Linked DNA regions of Danio rerio: region 2 is linked to region 1. The links are chromatin contacts, called in public Hi-C maps. All regions are on one chromosome and are shown on one strand. Each heading gives the region's core, a stretch centred on a gene start, on an enhancer-like site or on the middle of the called end of the contact. The rest is flanking DNA. Distances are from core to core; before and after follow the strand shown. Region 1 holds the start of brf1b (BRF1 general transcription factor IIIB subunit b). Region 2 holds the start of jag2b (jagged canonical Notch ligand 2b).

Region 1 (4,742 bases), core at 1,307-3,806:
ACATCTTAAAACCCATAAATGAACCCCTTCTTCCCTTATTGTAGTCTTTCTAAAGATACAAAGATCATTTTTTAATAAAAAAATAACAACACAATGAAGTTAAATATAGGCATTTTCTTTCCATTCAGCAGTAAACCAATGTTAAGTTAACTTTAATGGGACACCATAGTACATCCAGTTCAACCTATAAATCGCCTTTAATGTTTTGCAAATAAAATGGGCATCTATATATATGATTCATTAAGAGGCACTTTGTTCTTCACCAGTAAAAAGAGGTCACTAAGGTTGCAGCATTCTTAATAATAAGAGATCATATTCCATTTCTTTATTATAATACATATAGGCAACATGCAATATCATAAAACGGCAATTTATGCTCAACAATTCAGGGAAAAGAATGATAAAATAAAAGCTGAAAGCAGAAAAAAAATATTTTCACTGAAAAATAAATAGTGAATTGAAATTTGTAAAAACAAAAAAAAAACAAGAAAGTATGTTAAATGAGATTCTGAATAATTTTATGACATACTTCAAAAAATAAAGGTGATTTAGTATTAAAAAATACTAAGTATTCCTAAATTTTATTTTTATTATGTTTTTAAATAAATTGGTCTTCCACTTCATATTTTCTGATTATTCATAGTGTATGAATTAATTCCGGTTCATTTAGTTTTTCCGGTACATTTACCGGAATTACCGGTACTTTAACTTAAACCGACATACATTGGTGGTAGAAGTTGATATTTCAGAAATTATGCGATGTGGGAAAAATGCATTGAGTGTGTTAACTAGCGACATTAGGAGTTAAAAAATGCAATCCATTTTTTTTTCTTGGTGGAGCAGTTATGAGATGGAAATAAAACAAATAATGTGATTGCCTCATATGGAAAATTCAAGCCCATTATCCTGTCATACTTTCTGCAAATAATTTGCTATAATATGTCAAAACTGCTTTTGCAACTGACATGGATTTTGAATTATCTAGCTGGTTAAGTTAACTTTAATGGAACACCATAGTACATCCAGTTCAACCTATAAATCGCCTTTAATGTTCTGCAAATAAAAAAGGCATCTATATCTTGGATTGTCTGATAGTGAATGAACATCAAGTTTTAATTTTATTGTAGTTTTTAGGTTGAGTTTTGACCATTTAGACCAGCTGCATTAAAATGCATTATAATTTAATTTCATCCTACCACATTTTAAATGTACTTTATTTTACAGTATGTGTACTGAACATGTTCTTACAGTGTACTTACCTTATACTGGGTTTTACAAGATAACTATACGAGTTAAGGTTCAGGGGTATGTGCTTCTGTGAGAACATGTTTAGACTGTGGCTAGCCAATAAATTAAATTGTGCAAAAGCATAAAAGAGTTTAAAACATTATCTGTGAGAAATCTTTTCCTATTTTTGATTTCGGTATATTTTCTCTATATTTTCTTTCTGTATTTTCATTTGAGCATTTATTTTTTTTCAAAAAATTATAATTTATTATAGTAAAAGGCACTCCAAGTGACCAAGCATACAGATTTCCCTGAAACATGGGGCATGATCCCAACTATCATTTTTTTAGGTTTAAGAAAACAGCTCTTACCATCTGCAGACACAAACTGGCCGACGGCTGAAGAGACTCCTCCACTGTTTTCCACAAACTGAACCTCAGACACAATGATGTTATCCTCCAGAACCGAACCACAGGCTGTGCAGACTGCACTCCCCCGGGCTGGATCTGTGTCGATGTCCGATCCACCACAGTTCTTGCACTGGCGACTCATACTGACTGAAGACTTAGACCTGAGGAGCACACACCAACTCCATTACAGAACAGGAAACACTTTACAAAACATACTGTTTTTTATGTTTTTGTCAGTTTCTTGTTATTAAGATATTATAAACATAAAACACGTATTAAAACCGAATAACCAGCAATATAATGTTTTCAACAGAACCTTATCTTCAACGGGGATTGAACTCGGGTCGCACGGCTTCATTGGTCTTGCATATTCCGCTCTGCTACGCGACAGTTAGCATGCCGGATACACAATGCACATTTGTCGCCCTGTTCATTGTCGGTCATGATTCCTATATTCTTATATTAGGATTCATTTTATTTTATGTTTTATGTTCTAATGCACATCAATAGTAACGTTATTTTTGCTAAGCTAATGTTTTGATATGGTTTATGTATGTGCACATATGCTACAGAATGAAAGCTAGCTTGAATGATACGACCCTAAACATTCTACAAACAGCTTAGTTTATCGCTTTATTCTTTATTTCATAATGTAACATAAACATACACAATTTACGCTAGCCTTTAACAGTAAGATAGCCACTCACCAGTCAAAGGAAGTAAAGACTTTAGCTCAACAACTTTAAAACCGTATCCAGTCGTATTTCTTGTTGTTTGATAAACTATTTAGATAGCAAATCCTGTTTTACTATGACCAACATGTTTAAAAGAGTTAAATCAATCTGTTTTGGTAAAATACTTCATTTAATTCATAACAACATACTATTGTGACTTTCCAGATCAGTCCATCTACCCAACTGAAACACAACATTAAGGGCTGTTCTAAAAACAGAACATAGAGGGGTGGCCAATATCCAAAAGTTCTTATTTTAATTGTTATCATGAGTTTATTTTGCTTATACGTATTGTGTGTGAACCTAAATACCTTAGAATTATATAAATGCTGAATGTATATTACTACAATACCATTTGATCGTTTTATGTAATAGCCTAAACTCAAAACACCCCCATATTGATTTAACTGAACCAGTGGCAAACCCCAGCTCTAAAGCGCGATAATATGAAGGGTCAGTGCTTTAGCCGTTACGCTAACGCTATTCTCTTTTTGTTTTGTTAAAATTAAGTATTGTTCTTTATATGTATTGCTTCTTACTGCATGTCTTTGAAGAAACGTAAATAAATATCGTTAGCCGGCTGGATTTAAGACTTTAATTTTGACAGACTATATGACACAATGACCGGGAAGTAAACATCGTGCAGTTCAAAATGTGCGCAAATAGTTTTAGTTAACGTTAGTTGAAATGTTTATTCATTGTTTTATTAACGTTAAACTGTTATTATGGAGATTCAAGTTTGGTGATGGAGTGGGAACAACTTGAGCTGAATCCAAGGATTATTGCTGCTGTTAAAAAAGGTTGATAAACAATCCCTTATTGCGATACATTGCTGAGAGAGTGCGTTACAGTTTATTTATCTTCGTGTTAAACGTTATTTCAATGTTTAGGCAATTTTAGATCAGCCAAAGAGATCCTGTGTGTATCTGGTCCAGATCTGCAGAGACTGACGCGCTTGTCAAAGGCTGATGTCCAGCGTCTTCATCAGGCGGTAGCGGCTTCTGTGCGCAAGTCTAAACCCGTCACAGGTTATACTTTTGTATTATTTTAATTTTAAACATCCGGTGTTGTTATAGAGGTAATTACAGAACTTTTTTTCTGATTTTATTTGATCAAAGAGACAGTTCTCCCCCCAAAAAATGAAAATTCTGTCATCATTTTCTCACCCTTGACTTGTTTCAAAACCGTTTGAGGTGTTTTTGTTCTGTTGAATATAAAATGAGATATTTCGATAAATGTTGGAAACCTGTAACTATTGACTTTCATAGTGATTTCCGTCCTACTTTCCAACATTCTTTAAAATAACTTTTGTGTTCAAGAGAACAACAAACTCAACTGGTTTGTAATAAGTCAAGAATAAGGAAATGACGACAGCATTTGTATTTCTGGGTGATCAATGCCTTTAAATTCTTTGAATATTTATATGATTTTAACAAATAAGAAAAAAAGATGAAATAAGATTTATGTAAACATCTGAAATTGTTGTTCATATAAACATGTGAAATAGATTATCTAGAAAAGATACAAACTAGATTAGAATGAATTATAATTAGCTTAAAAGTAAAGTAAATGAGTTGTAAATATAATGCAAGAATAGAAAATAAACATTGCCAATATAATATTTAGCGCTATTTATAATATTAATTATTTACAGTATACAACATTATGTACATTATATAGATATCTTTTACATTTTAGGATGTAAATAGAAAAAATAAAATAGACTAAAAAACCCCTGCTTTAAAAGTCAACCATGTCAAATAAATCTAAACTTTATAAACAATTTCCGGATATTTAAAAATACTATTTTTAAATCTGTTTAATGAAGAAACAAGAAATTTGCTCGTAAACCAACATTAAACAGAACCAGCTCTCTATTTAAAAGTTATATTCATTACATTATAAAAATCAAATATAGTAAGTTAATTTCATTAATAAAAGCTGATTATACAGTAGGTCTCTAGTCTGTTTCAAGCACAAACAACGTGAGTGTGAGTCCTAAATCAACAAAAACATGGTTAAGCTAATAAATAATATTTTGAGCAAAACTATTATTTTGACTTCTCAGCATTGCAGTTGATCCAGGGAGAATGTCCTGTTTTGGAGCCTGGACACCGGCTCTCTTTTGCCTGCCCTGTTCTGGACGGTCTGATGCGTGGTGGTCTCCCATTACGAGGAATAACAGAACTGGCAGGCGAGAGCGCTGCTGGAAAAACCCAGTTTTGTTTGCAGCTTTGCTTGTCTGTCCAGTATCCACAAGAACACGGAGGACTGAATTCAGGTAGTGCACATACTGTGATCGTTCTTAATTAATGCTTTTTTTTAATGTTATCAAATGATTCTTTCATTCTCGACAAGATTTTGTGATATT
Region 2 (4,742 bases), core at 1,282-3,781, 490 kb before region 1:
AAATTTGTCTAATATTCGCACATTTTTTCAGTACCAACTTGTGAAGCCTTCGCTATATTGTTAACCATGGTACTTAGAATATTCTTTCTGAAATCACATGCAAGTATGACATCAAAACAACATTGTTAGCGCTATTTAGACTATGTACAACACTGTTAGTCTTTGGCTGCTAATATGATTTCAAAACAGTTACTTTTTAATACTTTTCTGAAATTATATTATTAAGGAGAAATTCCAAATGCGTGAATATACAACACACTTTCTGAGGTAAATTTGGTTTAATATTCAAACATTAGTTAAATTTTGTCTTGTGACATGGTCCTCACCACGCTACTTTGAATATGAGCTCTGAAAACTCATGCAAGAATGACTTATTAGCACTATTTAATTGACTGTGGACTATGGTGTGTTTTCATAGTCATTGATATAATTTCCCTATTTAGAATTTGCAAATAACACCAAAGGAGAAAATTTGAATATGTGAATATAAAACTAACTTCACCTCAACGTGTTTGTTTTGTGTTATTGTTATGTATTACAGAAAAAGATTAGCATTCATTTTTAAGCATATTGACTACCTTTTGCATAACCATTTACCACAGATACCATGATTAAACTATGTCTAGTAAAATCATGCGTCACTTGTGAATACAACAGTTTGACTGCAAAAACATGCTTTTTTGATTTATTTGTAGCAAGTTCAAGCAAACAATAGTAAAAAAGAATCAAAGATTTAGGCAAAACCACAGCATTACAGAAGTTAATCCGCCTTATATCACTCACTTTATTCCTTTAACAATAACACAAGTAAATATAGTACTTTAAAAAAAACCTGTGTGGGGTATTAATCTGCTAAAATGCGATATAACAAAATCATAAAGACCAAGCAGCGCCATGAGTACGGATAGCGCGTCACATTTGAATAGCTAGTACACTACTTGAGAAAGATTGGCACCTTGATAATGAGAAGTCAACAGAAACAAAATTAAAATCAGTCTACCTAAACCGCCTTGTATATTCTCTTATGCTACCAAAACAAGATGTACAACTAAGCAGATTTGTAACACAGCCAATTAAAACAAACTATTCTGTTAGAAAGTATCTTTTAAAGCTTCCGCTTGACAGGATGACAGACTTAAGTCACCATTCACTTTCAATCAATATTTCTTCGAGTAAATAACAATATTATCTAATTACTTCGTGTTTCTAAAATAAATAACCAACACAGGTGGGAAACAAGGTGACCAAGTAGCAGAATTTCCATTCAACAGTGAGCTATCTCTTTAAGAGGTGCGTGTCACCTTAAATGCACCTTCAAGCAGCCCGTTTCAAACACGCAGAGCAAAGTGAGTGCCCTACAGATGAAGCAGTCACAGAAATAACAGAAAATCGTTAAAAGACAGCAGCCTACACGCCCCACGATTAAAATAGAGACCCTGTCATCACCCTAACAATATAGTGCACTCAACTTCCGAGCAGTGACAGCTCACCGCGGCGCGTTTTTTTATTACAGCCCATGGAGAAGACGAGGACTCACCGGCCAGGCGAAGTGAAAAGGGATGATGATCTTTCCCACGTCGCTCGTTTTGCTGGGGCTGTTTTTTGCGGTCTTAAAAGAAATTATATTTCCACCAAGAACGTCGGTAGATCCAGAGCCGAAGGTGCACTGTCCAGTGGTGGTGACTTCAGACTGGTACTCCTTCAGACACACTTTAAAGTAAGTATCGCACTCGTCCCGCACGCAGCGCTGGTCTTGAGAGTTCCGCGTGCTGTCGCAACATTCCCCGTCCCACAACTCACCGTTTACATTTTCTACAGCAATCAGCTGCAGCTCAAAATAGCCAGAGGACTGGGACACCTAAAAATACATTGAAAAACAGAAAGACAAATAAATAAACAAACAAACAGAGCAATCATAATGCTGATTGTGCATTACAGAAATGCAGATAAATCTGTGCTAATGTTAATTTGAGGGAATGTGTCGCGTGCGCTTGTGCATTCAAGTCTCCAGAGAATCAGTCTACAATTTTGCAAACCTGTTATGCGGATGAGATGAGAAAATCGGCTTTATTTCATACAATATCCTATAAAACTGATCCACCCGTGCTTTTAATGAGGAATCGTGTTTCAAGTTAACATTTCTTACATCTGACATTTCCAAATGCACGCGCACATGTGGCTGCGTAATTCAAATATCGATCACTTTAAGCAGAAACGGTTGAAATCGTCTGCCCACACCCATCAACTTTTGCCTCCTGATCAGTGCTACGGCAATTAAATCGATCTGCAACACTAATAACAATCAGAGCTCTCACCTTCGTCCACATCGTTAACAGCAGGCACGCGATTGGGAGCCAATTCCTAATCCTGATACAATTCCACATGCCGCCGATTTGATGTGTTATAAACGCAAGATGGAAAACGGCCGATGACCGGCGACAGGATCCTCCGTTCCTGACATGCAAAAATTCACGAGCGTGGTGTGTTTGCGCGGTGATGGTCTGTGCTGATCTCTCCCTCGGTCTGATCACTTCACGGCAAATGATATGTTTCACGGCTACCACACGCCTGAGGAGATCTCGCGTGATTGACAGCTGGAAGGGCCAATCAGTATCCCCCCTGCTGATGCGGTTGGCCAATCGCCACTCGGGGGCGGAGCCTGGCCAAAAAACTTACGAGCTCTATTCCCTCTGTTTCACAACGAGCAATTAAACAGCGTGCTTTCTTTTCTGTCAGGAATTTGGATATTTGTAATGCGTAATTTGCAGAATTAGTATTTTTATCACGTTAATGATTTCTAAACACACAGTGATGACCAGACTACAAATATAACAGAGATGTCGCATTTAAAGTGCCCACATGTTGACTAGAAATGTGTATATATTCTCAAGAATATTTTCTTACATTTTAATAGACACTATGTTAACGTTTGTTCATTTGTTTCATTTGTTTACTGTACCATTGTGGCACATTTATTAAAACAATAGCAACTATGGTAAACAAGAATGAAATTGCTTTATGAATGGAAGTGCTTTAAATTGTCATTTAAAATTGGCATTATATGTGGAAACCACAAAACCAAGAAAATTAGCCTTGAAAACCTCAAAAAAGCTGTATATCCCCGCTGATGTCCTGATGCGTGCTCAGCCTGCTAGTGTGATTTGCCACAGGTGAGAGCGCCCTCTACTGTACATCCTCGCATTGACCTCGAAAGAGACATCCTAACAAGATGAAGACAAACTTTGAAAAACATTTACAAGCAAAATCTCAACATCTAATTAATTTATATAAGTTCCTATTACCTTAGCATCCAATGTAGTAGTTCTCAATCTTGCTGGAAATGTTCAAAATAGTCTAATAAAACATCTGAAAACCAATCAAGTATCTAAAACAAATCTAAATACATCTTGGGCTGGTTTTACATGCATTTTGGGCATTTTCCATTTGGTTGCCAACCAGCTAAACCAGCTGAACATCAGCTTGGCTAGGCTGGTAGACCAGCTAGACCTGCTTGTCCTCGATTGTACCCCAACAACGCACTTTTTTTTCTTTCTGTCTCTCTTTCTTACACTTTATTTATATCAGAATCTTGTTAATAAAAGCCTCAAGTCCTGAACTGAGTGTCAGAAAAGTGTATTCTTTACTGGTATAAATATTAATTTATATCCGATTTGGTTAGAGTAAAACAAACTCTGATGAGATTGCTCTGTTGCTGTGGTTCACTGTGGAATAAACTGGTACACTGCCATGCAAACCATGGAGCAAGCCATAAAGCAGACTGAATGTACTTTAATAAAGAATGTTCCAGTACACTTACAAAGTGTGTCTGAATATGAATTCAACATGAACCAATGACACCTACAGTACATAAAACAAAAGCATGATGTCACAAGCTGCAACTATAAAAGGACAGAATGCTCAAGCGCACCTGTTTTTTTCTCCTTATAGACATGATGTTGCCTATGACAGGCATCAGAAACACATCCCCTTGCTGCAGAATTTTATTTATTTATTTTTTGTGCATGCATGAATTTGTCCCTGGCTCTGTTTTGAGTCCTTAACAATTTCTCAAAACTTCACAACATACTGCACATCAGATTTAGCACAGCAGCCAGCATTATGTTTGGCATTTGGTAACTTCCTTTGCAAAACATACATCATTAAAATATGTTTTTTTTTGTATCTTTCATTTCAGTCAATAAATTACATTGTAAATGTTAAGTCAATGTTTTCATTTCTCTCTCTCTCTCTCTCTCTCTGGTCCAGGTGAATTAACTTACCGGTGTAAACACAATGTCTACAAAGCCCATAACTTGCATGTTTTTATGAATGGTGTGGAGAAAAGTAGCTTGGCTGAACAGCAGTTCAATACCACCAAAGTACTTTCATTTCACAAAAAAAAAAAAAAAAGGCGTCTTTGTTTTTTGGCTTTGGGTTGCATGGTGACTCAATAGTTAGCACTGTTCTCACAGCAAGAAGGTCACTGGTTTGAGTCCTAGCTGGGCTAGTTGGCATTTCTGTGTGGAGTTTGGATGCTCTCCCCATGTTCGCATGGGTTTCCTCCGAGTGTTACGTTCCGGTTTTCCCAACAGTCCAAAGACATGAATGAATGAATGAATGAATGAATGAATGAATGAATGAATGAATAAATAAATGAATAAATGAATGAATGAACGAACAAAACGAATGAACGAACAAATGAACAAACGAACAAATGAATGAATGAATGGCTTTTGGCTGAC

What was found. Hi-C and Micro-C count contacts between places; a contact is called where the count stands out from the background.
Region 2: a contact with region 1 is called in a Hi-C map of an unstated tissue, with 5 times the contacts expected there. The contact joins the promoter of jag2b here to the promoter of brf1b in region 1. A contact is called at or near these places in 1 of 18 Hi-C or Micro-C datasets (an unstated tissue) and 1 of 4 datasets of contacts at active chromatin or transcription factors (embryo).

Annotation. Positions count from the first base shown.
Region 1 is chr20:23,444,282-23,449,023 of GRCz12tu, reverse strand. It overlaps brf1b (BRF1 general transcription factor IIIB subunit b), which reads right to left and starts at 2,556. Exons shown (of 19, transcript NM_199889.1): 1 at 2,345-2,556; 2 at 1,599-1,798. The coding sequence starts at 1,779. xrcc3 (X-ray repair complementing defective repair in Chinese hamster cells 3) reads left to right here and starts at 3,018. Exons shown (of 7, transcript NM_001013541.1): 1 at 3,018-3,171; 2 at 3,262-3,399; 3 at 4,440-4,652. The coding sequence starts at 3,117.
Region 2 is chr20:23,934,124-23,938,865 of GRCz12tu, reverse strand. jag2b (jagged canonical Notch ligand 2b) reads right to left here and starts at 2,531. Exons shown (of 26, transcript NM_131862.1): 1 at 2,316-2,531; 2 at 1,538-1,858. The coding sequence starts at 2,384.